2 separate regions of the Hordeum vulgare genome follow, and region 1 is linked to region 2. Evidence: chromatin contacts called from public HiChIP or PLAC-seq data. All regions are on one chromosome and are shown on one strand. Each heading gives the region's core, a stretch centred on a gene start, on an enhancer-like site or on the middle of the called end of the contact. The rest is flanking DNA. Distances are from core to core; before and after follow the strand shown. Region 1 holds the start of LOC123397754 (transcription factor MYB44-like). Region 2 holds the start of LOC123452430.

What was found. HiChIP or PLAC-seq counts read pairs in DNA pulled down with a chosen protein or histone mark.
Region 1: an H3K4me3 HiChIP or PLAC-seq map of embryo shows a contact between it and region 2, with 6 times the contacts expected there. The contact joins the promoter of LOC123397754 here to the promoter of LOC123452430 in region 2. A contact is called at or near these places in 1 of 6 Hi-C or Micro-C datasets (leaf) and 1 of 1 datasets of contacts at active chromatin or transcription factors (embryo).

What each region holds. Positions count from the first base shown.
Region 1 is chr5H:345,550,818-345,556,702 of MorexV3_pseudomolecules_assembly, forward strand. LOC123397754 (transcription factor MYB44-like) reads right to left here and starts at 2,308. Exons shown (of 1, transcript XM_045092290.1): 1 at 746-2,308. The coding sequence starts at 2,159. The coding sequence ends at 1,176.
Region 2 is chr5H:344,966,454-344,972,554 of MorexV3_pseudomolecules_assembly, forward strand. It overlaps LOC123452430, which reads left to right and starts at 3,323. Exons shown (of 6, transcript XM_045129076.1): 1 at 3,323-3,637; 2 at 5,821-6,101. The coding sequence starts at 3,475.

The sequences.
Region 1 (5,885 bases), core at 1,058-3,557, 580 kb after region 2:
TATAGTTCCGATGGAATTACAGCAAGTTCATTTGGTGGTGCCATGATTCTAGACTAGAGGGGGCTCTGGAGGAGACGTAGCTTGCTGGAAGAGTCGTGGGCGGGCGTGGAGACGGTTTGAAAACCAGAAACAAACTGCAACTTGACTAGTTTTAGCACAGCAGCAGCTACTTCAGTCAGAGCTTACTTGTTCCTCCGTCTTTCTGGGACAATAATGCAAGCGGTCAGTCCGTCATGTGAGTTGTGTCGTCTGGATAACTTTCACTTTGCGCTGCGCTGCGTTGCGTTGCCTTGTTAAGCTAGCCAGCTGCCGTTTCAAAGCTCCCTTTCCGCCATTCCCACACGTTCTCCTCTCCCATCCGTCCATCAATCGCCCCCACGTCAAAATAATACCAATCCTCAGTAAATAAAATTAAAAAAGCAGAGAGAGAGAGAGGGTGCGCAACAGGGAGGCAGTCAGTTAGCTGTCGCTCGCCCATTCTCCACTGCCGATCCCACCATAATTCCGTTTCGTCGCTCGCCCATTCTCCCCTGCTCCCCAAACCAGACACTCCAACCACAAAAACAACCCCAAAACTGAAATGTGCACCTACTACGTACGACTAGCAAAGCAAAGCACAGCACCACGGAAACGAAACCAAACGACTTTGTACTACCAAAGCAAGCAGTGAAACGGAACTCCGGAGTGCCAGCAGTGAAACGGAACTGAAGAAGCAAGCAGATCAGATGTGATCCATCCATCCATGTGAACTGAACTTGGCCTCGCCTTTTTCCCCCCGTCTCGTTTGATTTCTTTTTCCCTTTCCTCTGTACAAAAAACAAGTCTCTATCCAGCAAGCAACATGTTTGCCTCTGCACTGCCTAGCTTATTCGGCACACTAGTCACGAAGTTTTCTCCGTCTCAGTCTCTCGACAGCCAACGAACTGCCATGATCGATCGATCGATCTCGAGCAAGGAAAACGAAACTAATCAAGACACATGGAACTAAGGAATTATTGTTGGGAAACAAGATCAAGATCTAAACAGGCCTTCTTCTTCTTCGCCTCTCCTCTTCACTTGCCGCCTCTTTCATTAATTGCTTCTCTTGAGTCGAGCAGGCAGGCAGACTGATCTTGGTTTGTTCTCGAGATGCTGCTTCTTGTTTGCGTGCTGGTACTCGATGTTGGCCATGGTCGTCAAGCGCTTGTCGGCGACCGGGGGTGGAAGCCGGACATGTAGTTCCGGACTTCGATCCGGATCATCTCCTGCATCATCGACAGGAACTCCCCGTTGAAGGGCGCCGCCGCGCGTGGTTGAGGCGGCGGGGGCGGCTGGAGATGGAACGGCATGGACGGGGGCGGCATCTGAGGCGCTGCGGCGGGCTGTACAGGAGCAGGAACAGGAGGTGGCGGCATGGGCATGGGCATAGGCTGCGCCACCGGGGCTGGCTCGGGCGCGTCCAAGCCGGGCAGGGAGAGCGAGAGCGAGAGGGACGTCGCCGGAGGAGGAGGAGGGGGCGGCGGCGGTGGAGACGGAGGCGAGGGCTGAGGAGTTGCCGTCGGGAGCACGACCACCCCGCCGGCCCGCGCAACCGGGCGGTAGACGTGCGGCTGGTGCGAGGCGGCGGACGGCATGACGGAGGGGAGGCTCTGGTGGCTGGAGTCGCTGAGGTCCGATCCCGACGGGCTGCCGGGGCTGAAGCAGAGCCCCGGGTACCCGTCGCTGCTGGTCCGCTTCAGCGGGCGGCGGTCGTCGTCGACCGCGTCATCACCGGGCGAGGCGGAGGCGGAGGCGGAGGCGGACGCCGAGGATGATGAGGAGTACTTGCGCTTGAGCGTGGAGTTCCAGTGGTTCTTGATGGCGTTGTCGGTGCGGCCGGAGAGCAGGCGGGCGATGGTGGCCCACTTGTTGCCGAACCTTGCGTGGGCGCGGAGGATGGTGTCGTCCTCGTCGGGGGTGAAGGGGCGGTGCTCCACCTGCGGCGAGAGCTGGTTGCACCACCGGAGGCGGCACGACTTGCCGGACCGCCCCGGGATGGACTTGCTGATGAGCGACCAGTTGCGCGCCCCGTGGCGTCCCACCAGCCGCTGCAGCGCGTCGTCCTCCTCCGGGCTCCACGGGCCCTTGATCCGGTCCACGTCCTTGCCGCCCCCTCCTCCTCCTCCTCTGCACGCCGCCATGACTCGCCGCCCGTAGATCGATCGATCGATCGATGGATGTACGTGTGCGTAGTAACCGCTCCCTGCTACGGGTGGTGGGTTACCGAAATAATGTGGTGGTGGTGGTGCGGTGGAGAAGTGGAGGGAGGAAGGAAGGAGACAGAGGAAGGATGGAGTGAGGGGAGCGGAGGGGGCAGGGGGAGGATATATACCTGGGACTGGAGGCGACGGTGAACGGGTTCCAGCCCAGCAGGGGAGGGAAGGGGGGGACGTGGGTACAGCTGGCCCCGGGACACGCGGCGTCGCTACCATCCCATATAAACGCTCCCCAACTGAAACCCGAAATGACTCTTCCTGCTCCAACGCCTACGTGTGGTTATGTTATGGACGGATGGATAGGGATAGGGATGGGGATGGGGAGGCAGGCGCAAAATAATATCTATCTATCTCTCTTCCCGGCCATCGCTTCCAACCGAAACGACCTCTGCTATTCATATTCATTTCTGGTACTATTATTTCTAGTAACAGATTCAAGTGACCGAGGAGTATGTAAGTATTTGTTGGGGATAGTAGGAATTTCCTGATTTTCGGCTTTTTAATCGGCGCGTATGGCGACGTGAGGATTTGTTTCGCCCAGCACAAATTTGAATCCCGCGCCGTCTCCATGCATGCCATGCGTCGCAAGCAAAACCGTCTCCGTCCGCGTCATTTCCACACGCACACGCGTGTGGCGCACCTTTCGCACAGGAAAATGCCTTGTCTTTTTTGCTACGTACCACTTAATAACCTGATTATGCGGAGTGCTACGTAGAGCAGAGTACATATCTAGCCTGGCAGTGGTAATTCGTTCAGTTCAGATACCATGCCAGATATCCTACGGTAACGTCTGAGGCATATAACGAGCTACCGGTTCCTGCTGGTATTTCGCTGTCTTTTTATCTTTCTTCCTTTCTTTTGGGACGTGATGACAGGCAAATAGAGGAAGGAAGGAAAAGGGAATTGGTGTTGGAACGGTGCGACGCTGCTGGTGAGTCGTCGTGGCCGTTGGGAGTTGAGGAGGCGTGGTCGCGGGATTGGGATCGGTGGCCCACCCCACCCCACCCCCAGTCCGCTCCACTGAACTGCAACCGACTGCTCCGAAACAAAACAAACCCGGCAAATTTAAAACCGGGGTGCATGGACGTGGTAGGGCGTCCGTCGTTGATGACGGACGCAGCGCCGTGCAAGCCGTGTTCCGGAAACGGTTTTGTTTCGATCTATCGGAAACGGATGTGTACGAAGGAACCACCCGTTGCCGGTGAGTGGAGGGCGGGCGGGCTTGCTTGCGTCCAATCTGCATGCGGTTGGTTGCTGCCCGCGCGTGTCCCCGTCCGAGGGATCGAGACGTCTCCTCCTCCCGCGATCCGACCACGACCGCTCTTCTTCCTCCCTCTCCTTTCCTTTCGTTTCGTTTGCGTTACACTTCTACCGGCCTGAGGGAGAATAGAGGAGAGCCCGACTAACTACCAGGACGGCACGCCGCAACTAACAGCAGCTGAAAAGCACCGCCATGATCGACGGGCCGCAACCTTCATTCCTCCTCTTCTCTTCTCTGGGTCGGTGACGGGTCTCACGTCTCAGCTATACTAGCTTATAGCGCGCCTGTGCTGTGCCGTGCTTCCTTCCTTGTGCGTCACACACACACACAGGCTAGAGCGATGCTCCGATTAATACTAACGAACAAACGCCCGGGATAGCTGCGTCAACCAACTTGTCGCGCGTCTCCATCCTATTCCAAACATCTGAAAGCCCAGCCTGCACCAACCGCCCCGCGCAATGACCGTCTCCAATTCCACATCTTAATCTTAAGCCTAACAAAAACAGCTATGGCTATAGTACCACTACTATTAAGGTGATACACAAGCTTTCCGGTTTTGGCAGCTAGCCCAAGCCCAAGCCCAAGCCAAACCGCGTCAAATCCAGACTCCCCCTATCAAATCCTAATAATAATCAACGCAAGTAGGAGTGCCATCATATTTTTGTCTCTCTGCGTTTGTTCCTCATGGACCCATGGCTGTGGCTGCACCTCGCCAGTCACATCGACGTTGCATGGAAGCAATGCTAGCGACAATTTCATCTCAACCACAACGAGAAATGTATGCTTAACCTTTCTTTTCCTCCTACCGCCTTCTTTTTCTGGCGCGGAAGTCGTGCTATGTCAATCATTCTCTTACTGTTTTATTATTTCATTTTTGCTAGTTCCCGTCGGATTACGTTGAGGAGCACACAGGAGCTCGAGGGTTACGCCGGGAACTATAAAACAGGCAGTATGAAAAGGCAGAATTTCAAATCTGCTCTTTCACCTCTGTCATCAAAATCACCACGAATCTTCTCACAAATAGACTATAAGGAGATATTCCTTGGCCGCTGCACATCAACTATTATGTTTTAAAAAATCCAAGCCTATCAAATACTGCTCGGCAGCGAAGACACGTGTATGGACTTTCTCTGTGCCCCTTTCGATTATCCAGGAAAACCCCTGATCCGGTTCCTCGGATCGGATGGTGACTTCGTTATCCTTTTTGAAGGCGTCGTCTTGAGTACTCGTGGCATGTCTAGTGGTGTATTTAGAGATTTGGTACATCGCTTAGTTTTAGGTTGTTCATTGTTAGGGTAGTTTAACGTTGTGGTGTAGTTTTTGTTTGGGTCTAGCATTTCATTCCTCTCTGCTCTAGACACTATGTTTACATCTTCTTATGGTTGTGCCATGTGGTGTAGCCTTTCTTGTACTCATTTCAACTTCTTCTATCAATGGAAGATACATAAGCTTTACATATTCGTGAAGAAAAGGAGTCTGCTTGGCATGGCCTTTTGAGTACATGTTCCAGTCTAAACAATCCAAGAAAAAGGTTATTGTGCCAAAACTTGACGTTCGAAAGGCATTTGACATGATAGAACATGAGACAAAATGCCTGAACTAGATCAAACATGATTTTATCTTCTTGTAGTTCTTCGGTCCTTCTAAATGGGACGTCGGTAAACATTTTCATTGTAAAAAGAGGCGTCAACCAAAGGGACCTTATCTCTCCAGTCTCACTCATCTTTGTGTTTGTTGTTGATCTTCTGCAATCCACTCTTAAAGAGGCAATGCATCTCAATCTTATCACAACACCTATGTCTATCAATTCATGTCCTAACTTCCCTATAATTCAATATGTCGATGATAGCATCTTAGTGATGTGTGTTGCAGAAGAACAATTAGGACAAGCTAAAATTCTCCTTCAACATTATGCTGCTCAAACTAGGTGAAATATCAATTATAGAAAGTATGTGATGGTTCATGTCAATGTCCCTATTGAATAATTAGTCTTATAGGTAAATATCATGTCTCAAGCAAGGAAGTTTTCCATTCACTTATCTAGGATTTCCTCTTGGCACATCTAAACTTAGAGTGGAAGAGTTCTTACTAAATTGTCAAAGCATTAAGAAGAGGTTAGAAGGTTGCAGAGGTATAGGATCCGAAGTATGTCTAGAGAGGGTGATTAGACTACTTGACCAAATAAAAACTTAACCTTTTTCCAATTTTAGTTGTGGGCAAGTTTTAACAATTGTCGCAAGTCAAGCACATCCTACAGATGCAAATTTAAGAGTATAGCAGCGGAAAGTAAAGACATGCACATGTAAATAGAGGGTAGGAATAGGAAGATCAAACATAAAGATTGACACGACGATTTTTGGCGTGGTTCCGATAGGTGGTGCTATTGTATG
Region 2 (6,101 bases), core at 2,073-4,572:
GGACTGCTGCTTGAAGAAGAACAACTTCTGCCAGAGGTCCAAGCGGGGTTCAATCCCCATGAACCCCTAGCATAGGACAACGAGGGCGACAAGATGGGGATGGCGTTGGGCGCCAGATGATGCGGCTGCATGCCGAAGAAGGTAAGAAAGCGAGCGAAGAAGTCACTCGCTGGAAGGCCAAAGCCGCGGTAGAAGTGTTCCTCGAACACTACCACCTCACCCTTCTTGGGGGTCGGGGCTGCTTCGGCGCCGGGCACCCGCGCCGCCATGAGGTTTGCTGGAGGCAGCATGCGGCGGTGGCGGAGCGCGTCGATGTTCCCGTCGCTGATGTCGCTGCCCACCCAAGCGCCTCGGAACTGCCCCTTCTTAGGGGCGCCGCTTGGACATGGTGGGTGGCGGCGGAGGCTAAGACGGTCCTGGCGACGACCGACGGCGATGGCTCGAGCGGCGGTGAAGGCAATGCAGCGCTCTTCTTTCTCTGGCTCAGGGCAGGAAGGGGCATTGGTGCGGGGCGAGAAGGGGGCGAATGGCCTCCTCGACGCCCCCGCATCCCATTTAAAACCCCACAAGAGATCGTGGGGTGGGGATCCGGTGCGCATGACTCCCACCTCCTCCGATTATTACGGGGGGCATTTACGCCCCACGGAACCCAATCGTTGCAGAAGCAATCCGTAGAGGATCCGCGCGCGCGAGGGCCGAGGAGGCGTCGTGGCGGGACCCACGGCGCAGGCTCCGCCCCGTCACCTATACAGTTAATCATAGCGTCGGGCCCGGGGCCCGACACGTGGCGCAACAACGCTGCTTGCGGCGAAGCCGAGGCGTTTGTTGAAAGCCAGCCGGCTTCCGACCCGGCACCTCCTGCAACATGCGACCTATGAAGAGCATCAGCAAGGAACTCAAGCCGGCGAGGCCTCCCGCTTTGAGGCGGCGGACCTCCCCTGCTTCGGGGACTATTGACGGGGGGATAACCTCGAGGTAGGCTCATCAAACCTACTCTTTTGCATCCAAGAGTAAAGGGAAGCATCAGCTTCTTCTAGACGGTCAACTCTTCTTGGCCGTCTGGAAAGCTCCGGATGGCTAGGAGCGAGACGACAATCCTTCCTGGCCGGCTAGAGAGCTCTCGCCGGCTAGGGACGAGACGACACTCCCTCCTGGCCGACTGGGAAGCGCTTGCCGGCTAGGAGCGGGACAACAACTTCAAGGCCGGCTAGCGAGGCCGCTAGCCGGCTAGGAAGCCCTAGTCACATCCAAACCTAGGCTGGGACTAGACTCTACGAATAAAGGTGGATACGCGTCAGCACATGTACAAGATTGGGGCGCACGACAGATACAATGTCAGCGGCCATGCCGCTGACCTAGGCCGACTCCGATCCATCAAACCAGCACAGTATAGGCCCATCAGCACCCACTCCATTACCAAGCTTGGTGTGGTAATAGTGGAGACGGCCATACTCACGACCCATGACGAATCTCACAATACGACGCCGGACGTACTACACATGTCCTGCGTCGGCCTTACGCGAGAACTCCATTGGCTCGCCGGCGAATCCCATGGCCAGATGGGACCTCGCAGCCGGCGGGCCCCTCCAACGACAAGACCAGACTACTGTGGGTCCCTTGCTCAGCCAGCGAGGCTTCTAGGCGGGCCCCTCTTTCGTACTTTTATCCATATTGTAGGTCGGTGGGTTTGTCTATAAAACTCCCCGACCCCCCTCCATGCAGAGGGTCGGTCAACTGCTCACACACACACCCATACAGGAGAGGTAGACGCGAGCCGGCAACTCCTTCTTCCTCCTCCGTCGAACAACTCAAGGAGCACACTATAATCCCTTTGGTGCATCAACCATTCCGGCAGGACTAGGGGTGTTATCTCTACGGAGAGCCCTGAACCTGGGTACATCATGCATCCCTCGCTTGTACCAGTCCCGTTCCTGGAGCCCGCCGGTGTCCTTACGGTTTCCACCACTCATGTTTAGCCTAGCCATGGCTGATGTCGTGAGTAAACACCGACAGTTAGTGTAGCTATTGAGGACAAGACAGATCGTGCGTCATTGGGACATCACGACGCATGTACATTCAGTACATCGCGGCGGTGTCGTGCTTATCTGGAGTACGTCTAACCACCGTCTCCTTATAGTGTAATCAACAAGTTTCTCGTTGTGCAAGACCGATCAACATTGTGCCAGCGGCATCTAGTCGGCCGCGATCTCGCAAGAAAAATCCACAACATAGATAAACTTGATCCGAAGAATAAACTAATCGCAAAAATGAAATTGTGATAACATAAGGAATTCATTTTTGCAAGAAGAAGTGATCTGATCCTATACCTCCGTGGGATTGATGAGAGCCTGCTTGAGGTAGGCTTGACGCAGGCTCGATGAAAATGTGTTACGCAATTTCTGCCGACGATTTTGACCCAAGGTTACAGAGCGTAGCGAGCGTTGTAGTTGATCACATAAAAAGGTAGATAAAAGAGAGGAAGTAGGGATAAGACTATCTTTATTACTGACTAGCACAAATGCCCGTGCGTTGCAACGGGAGAAAAATAAAAAAATGTAGCCCATTGGTAAAAACGCGTGTGGATACTGTCAAAAAAAGGCACGTACGTAAGGTCTTAGATTATAAAATATGTACAAAGAAAGAACCTAATGCAAGTATATCATGTCCAAAGATTATAACATTTCCCAAATATTGATGCTTAAGTTAACATGTTACAATACAAATAGTCGGTACGAAATAAAGACAAATATTGATTAGCATTGTATCCTAAATAGTATTTTTTTAAATATTTAATATGTAAAATAACAACATATTCAAACTCTACACATTTTTCTAATCAAGTTTCATATATAACATGTTTAAATTGGATTTACGGTTTAAAAGATATTGTTATTTGAAAATACATATTTATTCTGAATGGACTTCGAGGTTATTAACGCATATGTGAGGGGTGTATGTAAAAAATTTAAAAAACGATTCGTTCTGAATATAATTTGGACTGCGGGTTATTTAGCACGAAAGTAAGGGGGTTTTGTGTAAAATGTGAAAAAAATGGTTTAGCCTCACTTAAAAACGTACCGCGGGTTAATTAGATGAAACTACAGGGATGTTTTTTGCAAAAATGCCACGACGGACGTTAGAAACGATGCGTGTTTTATTATTAAGGAAGATTGATCTGCGTTACAGTGATTACTTCTCGTCTATATATATGTCAAGCCATAAATAATACTTCCTCCGTTTTGAAATAAGTGTCTTATTTTTAAGACCGAGGAAGTAATACAACGAACTCAAAGTATGGAAACGGAAGGGTGCCTAGCACGAAGCCCACCGTCGCCCATCCTGGCTGGGCCCGGTTTCCCGTATGTTCCCGCTCAACCTTATCTTCACCCTTCACCGCCTGATGACCTTTCTTCTCACAAACTTTGGAAGAAAATCTCACCGGAGACAAAGGAGTAGAGAGCTTCGGAAGAGGAGATGGCCTGCTGGTTGGGGCCAGCCTGCAGAGTGGCGGCAGCAGGGGTCTTGCGGTCTGAGCGGCAACGACTAAGCCTTCCTCGAGCGCTGACGGCGGCGAAGAGGGCCACCTTCTTGGAGCAGCAACGAGAGGAAGCAGCCGGCCTCACTCGCGTTGGCCATGGTTAGGGACGACGAGGCCCTCTTCCCGCCCTCTACTTTTCTAACGACGAGGCCACCAGGGCGCTTTCTCCTCCCCTCCCCTCCCGCGGGCGGCAGGGGAGGGGCCCTACCCGCCGCCAGCCCGCGGCCCTTGTCCTCTCCCTCTTCTCTCCTCGCCGTCGCCGGTGTGCGCGGGGCACCCTCTTCCTCTCGCGTCGTGGTGGTGGTGGTGTGGGGGGGGGGGGGTTTCGGCGCAGGCCGCTCTAGCCAAGCCGGAGCGCGGCCTGGTGCAGGACGCGGCGGCGCGGCGGTGGCGACCGGCGGCGGTGCTGGGGGTCGCGGCTATGTGGCGTCGATGGCTGAACGGTGGTGGTGGTGCGTTTTAGGGTTGGCGGCGGCAGCTCCGGCTCCCGGTCGACCCGATCTGGATGACGCGGGGGGTGGAGGCGCTTCGCCTCGTCCGTGCTGGGCTGGCTTGTCGAGGGCCTGCTGGCCGTGGTGAGCCACCTACGGTAGTCTCGCTGGCGGCCTGCGGTGGTGCTGCAGCTCTTCAAGCGGGCGTGAAGGCGGGCCAGGGTTCGGTTGGTGGTGACCTTGGCTGTGGACGGCAGTGAAGGGTCTTCTTTGGGGAGCCGATGGGGAGCGGGGGCACCGGAGCGACTGCTCGGCGACCGGGGTTGCCGGCTGTCATCAGCGGTCCCATTTGTTGGGGCGGAAGCCTCCTGTTGCGGGTGCGGTTGCCGGCAGTGTACCGGCGAGGCAGACTTGCCTTCAGGGCAGGAGTTTTACGTGGTTCTTCTGCTCGGGCTTGGTTGCTCCTTGTGCGAGTTCTGGCGCGGTGTCACCTTGGGGTCAGATTGCTCGGCTCTGGGTCGTCTCCGGCCAAGCCAAGGTGGGACCTTGTGGTTCTGATGTGCAGGCGTCCTCATGTTGTGGCGTCGGTGAAGGTCCATGGAGGTGGTGGTTGGGACAATGTTGACCCGGCAATAGGATCGGTGCTTCAGGCCGCAGACTTACCATCGTCGGAGCTGATTACTCGACGATAGCCGTCGGCAGTCGCTGGGTAATGCCCCCCCACCAGTCCATTGGAGGGGATTGCAGGCGTTGGCGCCCCTACGGTGGTGGCGTTGACCCTGCCTCGGTGGCTGATGCTGGGCTTTTCCTGCCATGGTTTGTGCTATGTGAAGCGGGCGGTTCACGATATCTCGTGGCATGGATGTCGGGGCGGCGACCCTGGAAGGTGGTCTGCATGGTTAGCTCTCCAGTGAACACCATGGCGGCGGCGGCGGTGGCTATGTCTATTGGTCGTGTGGGCGACGACATGTACAACGGTGGGCGGCTCGGGCGTGCTCTCTGTCTTTGGCAGTGGTGTCACTCCGATCCAGATCTGGGGAGCTGAACTCGTTACGCTTATCCTAAAGACCTCGGTGGCATGTGGGAGTTGCGAGCGAAAGCTTTGCGCTTTGTCGTCGACGATGACACCGCTTTCTTCTTGAAGACGTCGTCATGGAGCTCCTCTCCGTGTCTGCGTTCCGGGTAAAAACTTTTGTCCGCCATGGACTCGACAACGGTGACGCTTAGCGTCGTTTTCCTACTTGGGGGCATTGCCGTGCAGCGTGGGTGTTTTAGGGCATAGCGTGGCGTTGTACTCGGTTCTTCCCGTGCTCTATGTCGGTAGCATAGTCGCTTGCGTCTTGTGTGATCCGAATATCTTGGGATCGGTGTTATTTGAGGGTTGTCCTATCACCTTGTATCATTCGGCCATGTACTTTGTTCTGTGATTGCTTTATATATAAAGCGAGCAAAACCCTGTTTCAAGGACTAGGACGCTTTCTTCTTGTCCAGGATGGATGTATTTGATAGCTCTGCAATTACACAAGTCCCTATTGGGGACGAATAACTGTGTTTTGACTAAACTTTCTCAAACTGGTGAGCCACATGTTTAAAATCTTTTGAAATGCCGTGATAATGCGATTTTCTTCCACAAATTGATGTTAGTTTCAGTAGGGGACATGTGTGAAATTTAGTTTTACAATTGCAACAGTTAATGGTTTTAACAGGGAATGCTATTTCCCAGGAAGTTTCAATTCAATTCTGCAGTATTAATTTTGTTATCCTACGATTATGTAACTGCCTGCCTGCACGTGCAGCAATTTTGTGTACCTTGCAAAAATGTTTCTTATATTGTGAATTACTACTGCACAGGTGCAGGGTCTGTGGCTAGCCCAACTGTTACTAAGGTGATTGATAACCAAGATGAGAGTGAAGTCGCAATGGGCTACACGATGGCCCAAATCTGTGATAGGTTTATTGCGTTCTTCATGGATGAGAAACCAGAAACAAAGGACTGGAGAAAAATATTGGTTTTCAGAGAGGAGTGGCGAAGATACAGACCACACTTCTACAAGCGTTGCCAAGTGCGTATAGATGTGGAAACTGATACTTCCGTGAAGCAAAAGTTGATTGTACTCGCTAGAAAAGTAAAG